4 separate regions of the Mus musculus genome follow, and regions 2, 3 and 4 are each linked to region 1. The links are chromatin contacts, called in public HiChIP or PLAC-seq and promoter capture Hi-C maps. All regions are on one chromosome and are shown on one strand. The core of a region is the stretch at or near the end of the contact, and the rest is flanking DNA. Distances in the headings are between cores, read along the strand shown. Region 1 has its middle 18 kb from the start of Gm45924. Region 2 has its middle 13 kb from the start of Cthrc1. Region 3 has its middle 27 kb from the start of Gm35248. Region 4 overlaps Dcaf13 (DDB1 and CUL4 associated factor 13).

The links. HiChIP or PLAC-seq counts read pairs in DNA pulled down with a chosen protein or histone mark. Capture Hi-C pulls out chosen DNA fragments and counts their contacts.
Region 2: a contact with region 1 is called in an H3K4me3 HiChIP or PLAC-seq map of embryonic stem cells, with 16 read pairs. The contact joins two enhancer-like sites. A contact is called at or near these places in 4 of 39 promoter capture datasets (the HPC-7 cell line, frontonasal cranial neural crest, hippocampal neurons and 1 more), 2 of 15 datasets of contacts at CTCF or cohesin (the NIH/3T3 cell line and pro-B cells), 52 of 484 Hi-C or Micro-C datasets (the 4T1 cell line, the AML12 cell line, B cells and 38 more), 12 of 115 datasets of contacts at active chromatin or transcription factors (bone marrow-derived dendritic cells, bone marrow-derived macrophages, craniofacial prominence and 6 more) and 4 of 9 other capture datasets (adipose tissue, embryonic stem cells, liver and 1 more).
Region 3: a FOXA1 HiChIP or PLAC-seq map of pancreatic cancer cells shows a contact between it and region 1. The contact joins two enhancer-like sites. A contact is called at or near these places in 1 of 15 datasets of contacts at CTCF or cohesin (large pre-B cells) and 2 of 115 datasets of contacts at active chromatin or transcription factors (bone marrow-derived macrophages and pancreatic cancer cells).
Region 4: a contact with region 1 is called in a promoter capture Hi-C map of liver. The contact joins two enhancer-like sites. A contact is called at or near these places in 1 of 15 datasets of contacts at CTCF or cohesin (the NIH/3T3 cell line), 4 of 115 datasets of contacts at active chromatin or transcription factors (the NIH/3T3 cell line, bone marrow-derived macrophages, embryonic basal ganglia and 1 more) and 2 of 9 other capture datasets (embryonic stem cells and liver).

The regions. Positions count from the first base shown.
Region 1 is chr15:38,708,813-38,711,863 of GRCm38.p6, forward strand. No RefSeq gene overlaps it. Among named protein-coding and RNA genes, the nearest start is that of Gm45924, 18 kb to the right of the region's middle. Within about 2 kb of position 1,604, at least 264 of the 459 cell types and tissues checked have an H3K27ac peak or open chromatin away from gene starts, as enhancers often do. A contact at or near this core is called in bone marrow-derived macrophages, embryonic stem cells, liver and 2 more, where this site is marked.
Region 2 is chr15:39,088,724-39,091,975 of GRCm38.p6, forward strand. It overlaps a transcript of Slc25a32 not described here. Among named protein-coding and RNA genes, the nearest start is that of Cthrc1, 13 kb to the left of the region's middle. Within about 2 kb of position 1,473, at least 30 of the 459 cell types and tissues checked have an H3K27ac peak or open chromatin away from gene starts, as enhancers often do. A contact at or near this core is called in bone marrow-derived macrophages, embryonic stem cells and stem cell-derived germline stem cell-like cells, where this site is marked.
Region 3 is chr15:38,270,377-38,273,604 of GRCm38.p6, forward strand. No RefSeq gene overlaps it. Among named protein-coding and RNA genes, the nearest start is that of Gm35248, 27 kb to the right of the region's middle. Within about 2 kb of position 1,620, at least 16 of the 459 cell types and tissues checked have an H3K27ac peak or open chromatin away from gene starts, as enhancers often do. A contact at or near this core is called in pancreatic cancer cells, where this site is marked.
Region 4 is chr15:39,145,519-39,148,648 of GRCm38.p6, forward strand. It overlaps Dcaf13 (DDB1 and CUL4 associated factor 13), which reads left to right. Exons shown (of 11, transcript NM_198606.2): 11 at 1,155-1,338. The coding sequence ends at 1,242. Among named protein-coding and RNA genes, the nearest start is that of Dcaf13, 34 kb to the left of the region's middle. Within about 2 kb of position 1,478, at least 7 of the 459 cell types and tissues checked have an H3K27ac peak or open chromatin away from gene starts, as enhancers often do. A contact at or near this core is called in liver, where this site is marked.

The DNA.
Region 1 (3,051 bases), core at 354-2,853:
CCCACGATCTCAGGGGAGAGGCAGGTGTCCCCACGTTCTCAGGGGGAGAGGCAGGTGTCCCCAAGTTCTCAGGGGAGAGGCAGGTGTCCCCAAGTTCTCAGGGGAGAGGCAGGTGTCCCCACGTTCTCAGGGCTGTGCTTAGTAGATGTATTAACCAATTCTCTGAGCCTCACAGACCCTTCTAGAAGGGGCTCAAGAGTTTGCAAATTGAATGAATCAAGCGCAAACTCCACAACAACAAACTAAAAATCAAAACCCAGACAGGTCAGACTATCCAAACAGTAGGGGGCTCTATTCACTCATACGATAAAAGAAAAAAAATTTTTTTTTTCCAGTAAAGATTTGCTATGCCAACATGATTCTAAAAACTGCTCAAAAATAGAATACCATATTTTAAATTTAACATATATTTAAATAATTATTAAAACTTAAATAATTTATTTTTGGAGGGGAAAAAAAAAAAAACCTGCCTAGGCCTGAGAGTGTAACTCAGTGGCTTCAGACCCAGGACTCTCCTGCACAAAAGCCATTACAGAAAAGTCTTCAAAAGTGAGACCAGACCCAGCATTCACAGTATCTGACCAGGGTCAGCCACTGCCAGGCACGAGACTGGGGGGTAATTATCCTAAATTCACAGTAGCAGCTGTGACCTTTGCAGAGGGTTTGGTAAATGTCACCCTACACTGAGTGCTTTGGTCATCATCTCATTTAATCCTCAGAACAGCCCCGTGGTGATAATGGTGGCTGGAAACTGAGAACCTAGTCAGCTCTTCCCCATGCCCTATCTCCCCCCACGCCCAATGGCGCGCCTATCAGTCTTCCTCCAGTCTGTCTGGCTCCAAAGTTGAGACCTTAACCACCCGTCCCTACCACCTCACCATGTGGCAAATTACTTTTCCTTCTGGACTCTCAGTGGTGGTCTGGAAAGCAGCCAAGCGTTTGTAGGAAAGCTCTCGGTCTGAACTTGGAGGAGCTGGGAGTGATTATTACTCGTGATCTGAAAACAAGAAAAAAGGTCTGGGGGCGGGGCACTCTAGTTTGTTCTGAAGTCTGCGGTTGAGTGAAGGCAACCCAGTCATTTCAGCAGAGTGCTATGTTACCACTGATGGGATTTCGGGGAGAGATCCTTATTTCAGACTCCAGGTCTTTACCCCTCTGTTATAGTTCAGAGCAAGGCTGAGAGGGAGGGAACTTAGATTCTACGCCTGGCTTCTTTTCTTAGATGAATGAGGTCTTCTTCAGCCTCCTCGAATCTTCGTGCAAAGTTCAGGTTATTTGCTTGGCCTCCGTCAGAACTCATATAGGACAGGTCTGGTGTTGCACTGGTGGGCAGGGCAGCACCGTATGGGCGTGGCAGTGCAGACGCAGGGCTTTCTGTGGAGACCAGCATTTTCCTCAGAGCGGAGCAGCAGGCAGGCCCCGCAGAGAGGAAAGCTCTGCAGAGGGATATTTTTGAGACTGATGCAGAATCCTAAGTAGTGACGTCCCAGTGACTCAGCTGGTGGGTGGAAGTGATTTTCAATAATGACAGTATCACCATGTCCCTCCTCCCACAGTGTCTCACATCACCAAAGACGTGCGCAATAGCCCTGACCCCACTGACTCAGCTACTGAGCACCGCAGGAAGAGAATAAAGGGAACAGGGGCGGGCGGGCGCCTCACAGGCTGTCCCTCTGAACCGTGCAAACCATTTTGCATGTGGAGAGTAATGCCTTCCTCTTCCTCAGAAGCAAGCACAGAAAAACAAGGGTGGAAAAGGTCACCTTGTCCGTCTGTCCTCCAATTGTAAAACAGTCCTCCAGGAGTTAAGTGCTGCATAATTATAGCCACCATTATCAGGAAGAGGCCACTTGAGTTAATTAGAAAGGGAAGCCACCCAATTGCAGTTAAAAACATGTGGAGCTTGGTAGCATTTTTGAGAGAAAGAAACTGCAATGCTTAAATAGAGCCATTTACAGATGTCTTTTCAGACAGAACAACAGGAAAATCAGCTTAGCTAAGAAGTGTGGGTCATGGCCGATGTTTGGAGCTAATGAGTGACTGAAACAGTGCCTGTCACCAAGGCAGTCTTGTGTCCTTCCTGACCTCGGGTGCCTTCAGAGGTAAGGGGTCAATTAAGGACTTCTCTGGGGCTTGTGAAGGATTGTAGTGACCTTAGCAACAGTTAGCAGTGGGAGGAAGGGAAGGGTAGCTTCCTAGGAGCCGCCTTCTCATGAATAAACATGAGTTTGTCTTAGGGCTGTGTTGGAATAGAGATGCCAAGTGTGGCCAGAGTGCACCGCAGGAGCCAATGGCTGCAATGGTTGGAGGCTTCCGCTTCACCCCTCATCTATGCCGAAGTCTGGGGCTCCTACTGGAGAGCTGGAACCTGGAGGTTTTCTTTAATGGGCACTGTATTGAGAAGCATTTGGAGTGGGCTGGGGCAAGGCTCATTGTGCTTGATGCTCTGGATTCTAGCCCCACGGCCGCCACCCAACAAACCATTGAAGTCTGGAATTAAAAATAAGGTTCGGATCTTGCTGAAAACAAGAGTTGTGTGTGGTGGTGAATATCTACAGCAGCAACACACACAGGCGCCTCAAGTTCCACACCAGGAAGAAAAACGCCCTCTCTCCCTTCTCCTTTTCTTTCTGTTTCTTTGAACATTTATGTTAGAAAACTCAAAACTGTAAATTTTTCCTTCTTAGAAATGTACATAAATCCTTGGAGACCCTATTACCATTTTGTCAGCTCTTGGAAATGTCTCTTAAACTGGCAGAGGCCTGAAAAAAGTGTGGGACCCTCAGAGCTGCAGTTATAGACAATTATGAGTGGCCTGATATGGGTACTGGGAATCAAACCCTACAAGAGCAGCCTATGCTCTTAACTGCTGAGCCATCTATCCTGGCCTACATTCTTTTAGTTAATATGAAAAAAATCTGTCTGTCTGTCTGTCTGTCTGTCTGTCTGTCTGTCTGCCTGCCTGCCTGTCTTTCAGGATGGTCTTAAGCTCAATCAGCAGCCCAGGTTGGTCTTGCTCTCCAGTTCTTCCCACCTCCTCTTCTGTTTTAT
Region 2 (3,252 bases), core at 223-2,722, 380 kb after region 1:
TTTAAAGATTTATTTATTTATTTATTTTATGTTCATGAGTGCTCTATCTGCATGTACACCTGCATGCCAGAAGAGAGTATTAGATCCCATTATAAATGGTAGTGAGCTACCATGTGGTTTCTAGGAATTGATCTCAGGACCTCTGGAAAAGCAACCAGCGCTCTTAACCACTGAGCCATCTTTCCAGCCCTACAGTTTAAGTTTTATAACAACCAGTAATGTGGTACAGCAGCTGGCATCTCTCCTCCCACTGCTTCACATTCACAAATATCACATTGGTATCCTGAAATAAACCATGATCAGAAACTCAGCAGCAACACTAAATACCTGGGTCTCCTTATTCCTTGTCCTTCCACTCCGGGATAATTGATTTGGAACGCCTTCCTCAGCCTAGTCACTCATCCCCTCATCTGTATAGAGCTCCTAGGAACAAACAAATGCCAACACCCAACAGACGATGGCAGAGCATATATATATATTACAGATTTTTGTGAACTAGAGTGAAAGAGAGAACTAATATCCACAAAAATTCAGGGGCCCACAACTTGACTAAAATTTCTGAGAGGTTATAACTTGAAGTATGTTGGTATGTATTCTTTAAGAGGGAAAGACAGGTTGTTGGAAAGACATTTTTGCAATCATTAAAAAAAATCAACAACATCACAGACAGGCTGGGCATAGTAACTTAAGCCTTTAATCCCAGCACTAAAGAGACAGAGGCAGAGGCAGGCAGATCTCTGTGAGCTCAAGGCCAGCATGATCTACCAATTGAGTTCTAGGACAGTCAAGGCTACACAGAAAAACCCTGTCTCAACAAACAAACAAACAAAAAACAACCCCCCAAATAAACAACTCTAAAAAAAAAAATAAACCCCAATAACAACACACCACTTCTAGCCATTCTTGAGTTTTAGGGGCAGTTTATAACATCTGAATGTGATTCTTTAACCCATGTATAGTTACCTCTATGGCTATTAGTTTTGAAGGAGAACCAGCCCCAAAGGCTCTGAAGCAAATTCAGGCAGCAGCAGAAATAACATTATCATATGGTACTTTTGATTCAGCAGACCCAATAACTATAGCAAACAGAAATATATTCAGTGACAATTTTAGCAAGTACCAGGTTTGCTCATCCAAAAAGCAGCAGTCGAGGCATGCATTCTTTCCTGGAAACTTCTAGGAAGCGCTTGTTTTTTTTTCTGATAAGAGGCTTTGGTCTTGCTAGTGTTTTTTGTTTGTTTGTTTGTTTTTGTTTTTGTTTTCCTCCCTGTCTTCTTCCATATATGGCCAGATGAAGCATGGGGCTGTAGAGGCCATTGAGAGACTGGACTTGTTGTATTTGAAAGAAAACTATGCTTTTTACTGAAGATGGCTGGTTTGTTTGTTTTTTAAAGATAGCTTCTGGCTTACTGTAGTGAGCTCTGGTAGAAACATCATGTGATCCATGTGGCCTGAATCTGTCACCATGACCTCAGTGTCTCTTAGGCTGTGTGTAGGAAGGAGATTGTGAAAGATTTAAGAAACACAGCATGGAAGTCCAGAGTTACAAACAAGATTCCTGAGCTCAAATTGCTTCAAGACAAACTCATGTTGTGTTGCTGAATGTAGCCACCAGTGACCACAGGTTACTGGGTTCCTGAAAGGAAAGATGGGAGCCAAGACAAAGTTCTCTGATCAAGGCCTAATGTTTACTTATGAGTCTGAGCTTATAAAGGAGGGGGGAACCCATCCCCCACGTGGTCCTGGTCTTTGTCAGGATCAGTCAGGAAAACAAGCTCAGCTGCTCAGCAGGTAGCTTTTTGCAGGAAGCTGCAGGTGTGGCAGACAATAGACTTTACCTAGGTTGGAAGACTCCACCATAGGTGAGCTAGCAACTGTAGCAAACAAGGTCTGAGCCAGCCTGCTCAAGGTTGGGGGGAGGGCACAGCTGAACAGTTGATTGGAAAATTTAAAAATGAACCTAGCATATTGGCCCACAAAAGATATGCTGATTGAATCCAAGGCTGTAGCACCATAGTCCCAAAGGATGAGTGAAGGGAAAGTTCTCTTATAGGCTGCAACTTGAAGCAGTAATACTCACTACCTGGAGTGAACAGCGGTCACAAGTATAGATCGCTACCACTGTCTTAAAGACAGCGCTAATGACTGGATGGGGAAAGAAAACAAGCAGAGGTTGTTCAAGGATGTGGATGGATCTCTTTGACTGTGAAAACATTTGTGTCTCTTGCCTGTGCTTGCCACTCTGCACCATCTTAAGAATGAGGACAAACATACTATGGTGGGACCAACTCTTTCCCTCAGCTACTAGAGGGATGTTGAAGAAATTATGTTATCACACTAAGGTTCCCAAGTAGATACTCTTCATACAAGTTATAACAATATTCAGAGAAGCATAGGCCCACCATGACAGTTGGTTGAAGAAAGACAGAATTTAGCATCAGCACTGGAGTCTGTATTACCTAGAAAGTTTTAGCTACAGTAAGTAAATGAAAGGCCAAATTGAGACTTATTTTTAAAATAAATTTATTTTTCACTTAAATAAAAACTCCACAGGTACATGTTGCCAAGGGTAAGAGCTGACCCAGAATCCCATATGTGACTTAGAACATGGTTTTATTACATTTTACATATTATTTACATTTATTACATTAATTTGTTACATTCTTTGTTTTGTTTTGTTGGTTTTTCAAGACAGGATTTCTCTTTTAGCCCTGGCTGTCCTGGAAATCACTCTGTAGACCAGGCTGGCCTCAAACTCAGAGATCCGCTTGCCTCTGCCTCCCAAGTGCTAGGATTAAAGGTGTGCGCTACCACATCCGGCTAATTTGTTACATTCTTGAGGCTGACTCCATTTTGGACACTTACATTGTCCAATTAGGAGTCTAAATCGGCTTTCATGTGGACTGAGTTACATGAATCTTCATGAGTGAAGCAAGGAGAGAATCTATGCCAGGATACTAAGAAAAAAAATATTTTCAGCTACTCTGGATGGCTTATCTGTGTTGGTTTCATGCCATTTGTGACTATAAACAAAGCTGTATATCCAGATTGGTGCTGCCCATCAGGACCCAGCTTCAGAGCAGGTGAGGCTGGTGCCCCTAACTCGCAAGGCTGAGTGGAGGGAGTAGATAGGTTTCTGTAAGAAATCAGTCAGGCCTCTTCTTCAAGAAGGAAGGGAAACGGAAGCTAACAATAGGTATGTATTCATTAGAGATACATCCAGAGTCTGCTTTTTGTTTAATTCTTCAGGAA
Region 3 (3,228 bases), core at 370-2,869, 440 kb before region 1:
AAAAGGTTTTCCTGCTACATACTAAACTATCTCGTTGGGGCATCTCAACGGGGCCTACTACTGTCCATCTGTGTCTGGAGGCCCAGGCCAGGTTCCATGTTCCCTCCTGGAGCAGACAGGAAGAAATGCTGCAGATTTGCCTCTCACACAGCACAGATGCCTGGTCCACTGTCTGTGAATGTTGTACCACTGTGGACAACAGGAGACTGGTGTGAATAGTTCACTCTCCTTACTCCTGGGAGGTGGGGACCTGAAAGGGAAGGAAGGGCCCCTCCTGCAGGGAGGTTAGCCACATCATAGATCCGTAGCAGTGACTGGGGCCCTTGAAGGTACCAATTGCCCCCTGTTGGGTACGGAACCCTTAACCACTGACGAGGAGAAATGGTGGGCACTAGCCACACTGTCTGCTTCTGTGTTTCATACATACCTCACACATTGGAAGTTGTGAATGAGATGCCAAGTGGCTCACTCATGAAGAATGGTGTTAAATGTGTCTCATTGACACTTGTGGTGAAGCCCTCAATTTACATTGAACAACCATGTGATATTGGTCTACCAAACGTTAACTAACCTTACCAAGGGAAGAGCTAGTGGGCAGAGAGCACACTCCCAAACTTGTAAGCATCCTGCTGGTATGTTTCCAAGAGAAAGACATGGCAGAAATTGTTTGGCCTGGGCTGGGGAAATTTAGCTCAGTGGTGAGATGTCTGTCCAGTAAGCAGGAAGCTTTAGGTTCATCTCTCAGATCTGGGAAGAGAATGCTTTTGACCTCAGGAATGAATGATTTGGGCTAGGGACATGGCTCAGTGGGCACAGTTACTGTCCGAGCTCGGAACTGAACACAGTACCGCAGGCATTCTGAGCATGTGGTCTGTCACTGAGCTGCCCCAGCTCTCTGCAGTTCTACAATCTGTGAGATGCTCACACCCAGATCCCAAACTCTGGCTTTTGTACACAACTGATTTCTCACCATCTGTGACACGCACTGCTGTGCTGTGTGAAGCCAGTCCTAGTACAGGCCAAGAGACAGCTGTGAGGTCCTTGGGGACTTGATGTGAGTTATCTGAGAAGGTGTGGTGGGGTACGGGGGTGTGGTGTTTGTCTTGCCCTAGAGCTGTGGTTCTTAGCCTTCCTCGAGCTGAGACACTTTAATACAGTTCTTCATGGTGCCATGACCTTCAACCATAAAGTGATTTTCATTGCTACTTTATAACTGTAATTTGCTACTGTTATATGAATCATAATGTAAATATCTGTGTTTTCTGATAGTCTTAGGTGACCCCATGAAGAGACCATTCACCTCTCAAAGGCGTCACAACCCACAGGTTGAGAACCACACTGCCCTAGTGAAAGTTCTTATCAAAAGGAAGAGAAGAGCAGTCTAATGGATACCCTAGGACTGGCACAGTGCTGAAGGGCCTTCTGGGACTGTTGGAGGACAAGATTCACAACTGAAGTTCTCTGCCCCAGGCTGTTTCCCCAGACACACAAGTCAACAGCTGAACACACCCTTCAGCTATCTGCTCATTTGGAGACTGGAAAGTTAAACATTGCTCATACTGCGTTTGAGAGACTTCCTACCACTGAGACTCCTTGACCATTTGGGATGCTCAAAAGCTTCCAAGAAAGCATCATGTGACAGGCTGGGTGTTAGAGAGCTGGGACACTGCACCTGGATACTGCCACGCTCTAGTCTTTTTACTACTTGACACTCATTAAACAAATACAGATAGGTGGAGTGGTGGCTCGATTCCCAACAGCAAAACAAAACCCCAAAGCAAAGGATGTGAAGACAAACCTGGTATAAGGAAGTTTCTCTGGGGGAGGGAAGGGCATGAGGACCTGAAGAAGGGGCAGAGGCAGACAGACAGGAGCAGAGGCAGACAGACAGGAGCAGAGCCAGGAGGGCAGAGAAGAGGGGACAGAGGAGGACACACACACACACACACACACACACACACACACGGAGAGAGAGAGAGAGAGAGAGAGAGAGAGAGAGAGAGAGAGAGAGAGAGAGAGAGAGAGAGAGAGAGAGAACAACTAGGAACAGATGGGAACAAAGAGACAGAGAAAGAAAAAGAGAGAGTCAGAAAGACAGAGGGACAAAGAGCAGGGGTAGCAAGCAGTGCTTTTTATAAACCACTTGGTGCATCACCTGTACCTGGAGGTATGGTGGCAGGTGATGATGTAAGCAGTTGCTAGGTCCCTGGGGGAATTCTAGTGCCATGGCCTATAAGCTGACAACTTATATGAACAATGTCTTAGAAAAAACATGAAGGACCAAAGTGTGTGTGTGTGTTTGTGTATGCTTATGTAGAGATTATATTATGTATAGATGACATAAGTAAATTCTTATTGAATGACAAAAACACTAAGAGATTCTGGGTACTTACACTATGAGATGACATTAGAGCTTAAGCCCAGCAAGACTTGAGTATTTATTGCCACCCAAACTAAGCATACAGGCAGTGTCTGTATCATGGAAGCTGCCGAGTTGCACCTTTGGCCGACCTTACATGGTAAAGCTCTTAAAATAACAGTGCCTCTGATCCGAGCCTGGTGGTATGTTGTGGGTTGGTCTTATGCTCTGTGTATCCAGATGCTGATTCCGGGGCAGGACATCTAGTTACAGTCTAGACACAGGCGCTGTAATGGATATTGAAGACTCCCCTGTATCAGTGTGATGTAAAGAAAGTTCCCCAATTATCACTGATTGATTAATAAGAAGGCTGAACAGCCAGTGACGGGGCAGAGGAGATAGAAAGGCTGAACTTCTGATCCCGGTGAGGGAGAGGAGCCAGGAGAAGGATTTGGCCATGAGGCAGGTGGAGGTCAAAAAGCAGGACCATGAGATGGAAAAAAAGGGAAGAAGATTGGCCGTGAGGTCAGGCATGAGAAGGAGCCATCAAGGGAGTTCTCCATGAGCACAGACAGCTACAGCGGAGTGAGCCAAGGAGAGACTAAACACAAGTTACTCAGAGCGAGAGGCTGGCAAGTAGCTAGAGAGCGTAGAGGGTTAGGAATATCTGCTCAGTTATTGTTCTTAAAACGTGTTGAATAAATCAGTAGGTTTCCGACTCGATTATTTGGGAGCTAGCCCGGTTAGAAAAAACTGTCACTTTTAAATTTCATCGTATAATGGTGCATGGTCATAATCCTAGCACTCAGGAGGCTGAGACAGGCAGATGGGGTGTTCAAGGCCTGCTTGAGTTGCATAGCAAGACGCTG
Region 4 (3,130 bases), core at 228-2,727, 440 kb after region 1:
AATCCCAGCACTTGGCAGGAAGAGGCAGGCAGATTTCTGAGTTTGAGGCCAGCCTGGTCAGCAGATCGAGCTCCAGGACAGCCAGAGATACACAGAGAAACCCTGTCTCGAAAAACAAAAACAAGGGGTTGGGGATTTAGCTCAGTGCTAGCTGGGTTCGGTCCTCAGCTCTTGGGGGGGGAGGGGGGAAAGCAAATCAGTTGTAATATAGCTATTATTATGACATACTGTATTTTCTAAATGAATTCAAAGAAACTAGGCATAGTAGCACCTACCTATAATCCCAGTACTCTGGACCACGAGTTCAAAGCCAGTCTGGACTGCAACGAATTTTTAAAACTCATATTTAACAATCATTTCTTTTAAAAACTTTAATTTTATTTGAGATCTAATGTCTTGTTTCTTGAGGTAAGGGACTCACTGTGATTCCTAAGCTAGTTTTGAATTCCTGGGCTCCAGTGGTTCTTCTTCTTCATCCTCTGAGAGCTACGAAGCAGAACTTCCCCAGCCCCCACCCTTTCTCCTGTAGAACGCCTTCTCGGGAGCCCATGATTAATGCAGTGTTGAAGTTTTTAGAGCTTTTGGGTTTTGTTATGAGTTACTGTTGTTATGCTCTTTGGGTACATGTTGGGATTTAATCATATTTATGTCTCTTAATAAACTGTGGTATTTTTAAACTTAGTAAGGGATGCTGGGTTTTAGGTGTTTGTTTGTTTGTTTGTTTGTTTAGTTGGTTGGTTTTTGGTTTTTCTTGAGACAGTCTCCAGGGCGGTAGTATGGACCAGACTGGCCTCTGACTCAGAGATTATCCTGTCTCTGAGTCCTGAGTCCTGGGATTAAAGTCCTGTATCACCACACCTGGCTCAAAAGCATGCAGCACTAAGGTGTATTCCTATAAGCCAGTCTTGACCTGCTTAGCTTCTAAGGTCAGACAAGATCAGGTGCATTCAGGGTGGTACAGCCTTAGACATTGATCATTAATATGAAGCAATTAAATAACAAAAGTTGAATGTAACTTTTTACTTTATTCTCATTGGAAAATTCTTTTTTAAGTTTAGTTCTAGTGAAAGAAAATGCTTTATGATTTAATTTCTTTTGGCTGAGGTAATTTCTTATGTACTTGCTCATATTTTATATATTTTGTTTATTTCTAGGGAAATGAATCGTCGTAAACATAGCAAGCCTGGATCTGTGCCGATTGTGTCAGAGAGGAAGAAACACGTAGTGGCGGTTGTGAAATAATGTTTTGTCTTCCTACCAAGTTTGATATATAATTATTTGCTACTTTTGATTTGGGAACTCTGTAAATAAAAGTCCTGAGTCTGGTTTAATAGTAAACACTGCAGTTGTGTGTTTTTCTTTCTTTTGCCCTGCTTGACTTGGCGTTCTCTGTTTTTCTTACTACTTGCACTGATCTAAGAGCCAGCTGTGCAGTAGCAGAATCACCTGTCAGTTCGTTTGTTATGTAACAACTGAAACCTTGGTATGTTTGCCTGGTGTCTTGTCAGAGCATTCGATGCTACTGCTATGTAGAGAAGTGGCACCTGCTGAGTCACTGGCCCTACCTCCTGCTACAACCTGGTTTCCATAGTGATATTTTCAGTGTCCCTCACATCACAGAGCCTGACTAGTCAGAGACACGAGCGATTTCCTGTAATTCAAGCCTAGGCTAATCTACACACAGCATGATTCTGACCATTTTTGAAATGTCACTTTTGGCGTTCATGGCCTCTTGTAAAAAATGTACACATAGAGTTTCTCAAGTGACATTGTCAGAGTAGATCTTGAAGGGAGTAAGGATGGTGATAATGAGAAGTTGCTGAAAAGAGAGAAGAGCGGAAGTAGAAAAGACAGAATTGCCTGTGGATATCAAATGCCTTCTTATTAAGTCTCACCATGTAGTCAGTGTGACCCTTCTCTTTGATGGAAACAGACTGGGTAATGTTCTGTCACGGGTATAAACAATAAGGTAATCAGGATGCCTTTGGCGAGTAGCTTGAGTAGTTAATTCAGAGTTAAAGTACTAAAGTATTTGATGGCAGGGACCTTGAAGCATGGTGAGTGTCTTTGCCAGTGTCTAGGGATTGTGAGTGGATAGATAACTTGTTTATTGAATAGATATTTTCTGATTTCCTCAACCTGTGTTGAGTCCTAGCAAGCAGGTGCTCACACATGTGTACATGCCCTTGTGTCCCCCACCCCTGTGTGTGTGTGTCTGTCTTGTCTATAATTTTTAAGCCAAGGGCAGTAGCAGCTTTATGCTTGGTTTTCTTCATGAGCACTTATGGCAGTGTCTGGAATGAACTTGTTCTTTTGCTTCAAGCCTCAGGGTCATCTCTTGCATTCTCTGTTTGAATAGCATACCTACCACCTACAGAGATTCTCAAGAAAAAGTCCTGTACAAGGCTTTATTAATAATTGTAACAATAATATCTGTTGACCTGCTGGTTTCTAAACAGTATGTCTTACATGCACTTACTTGAAATTAATTTACATCAAATTCTGATAAGAATCTCCAAAGGGAGTTCTTACTACAGTTCATATAGTCTGTACACAGTCTACATTGAAGGGGTCAATCTCAAAGAAAATAAGTAATTGCAGAGCATTATGATATCTTAGTAAGACAATACAGCAGCAGAAAAGAAAGGCCTACCTGCTGGGGAAGGAAGAAGCAAGCCCTTCAGAGGCCAGCAGTGGCTTGGTTTTGTTTTTTTGTTTTGTTTTGTTTTGTTTGCTTGTTTTTTCTATTCACTTTACATTTCGATTGCAGCCCCCTCTCCCAGTCCACCCCTCACACAATCCCTCCCTTTCTCAGAGAAGGGGGACCACCCACCCCCATACCAGCCCACCCTGGCACATCAAGACACTGCAGGACTGAGCACATCTTCTCCCACTGAGGCCAGACAAGGCAGCCCAGTTAAGGGAACAGGATTCACAGGCAGGCAGTGGAATCAAGGACAGCCTCCTGCTCCAGCTGTTGGGAGATCTGTATGAAGACCAAGCTGCACATCTGCTTGGTTATGTGCAGAGGGTCTAGGTCCAGTCCATGTATGCTTTTTCGTTGGTGCTCCAGCCTCTGAGAGCCCACAAGGGTCGAGGTTAATTGACTCTGTTGGTCTTCTCTTGATAC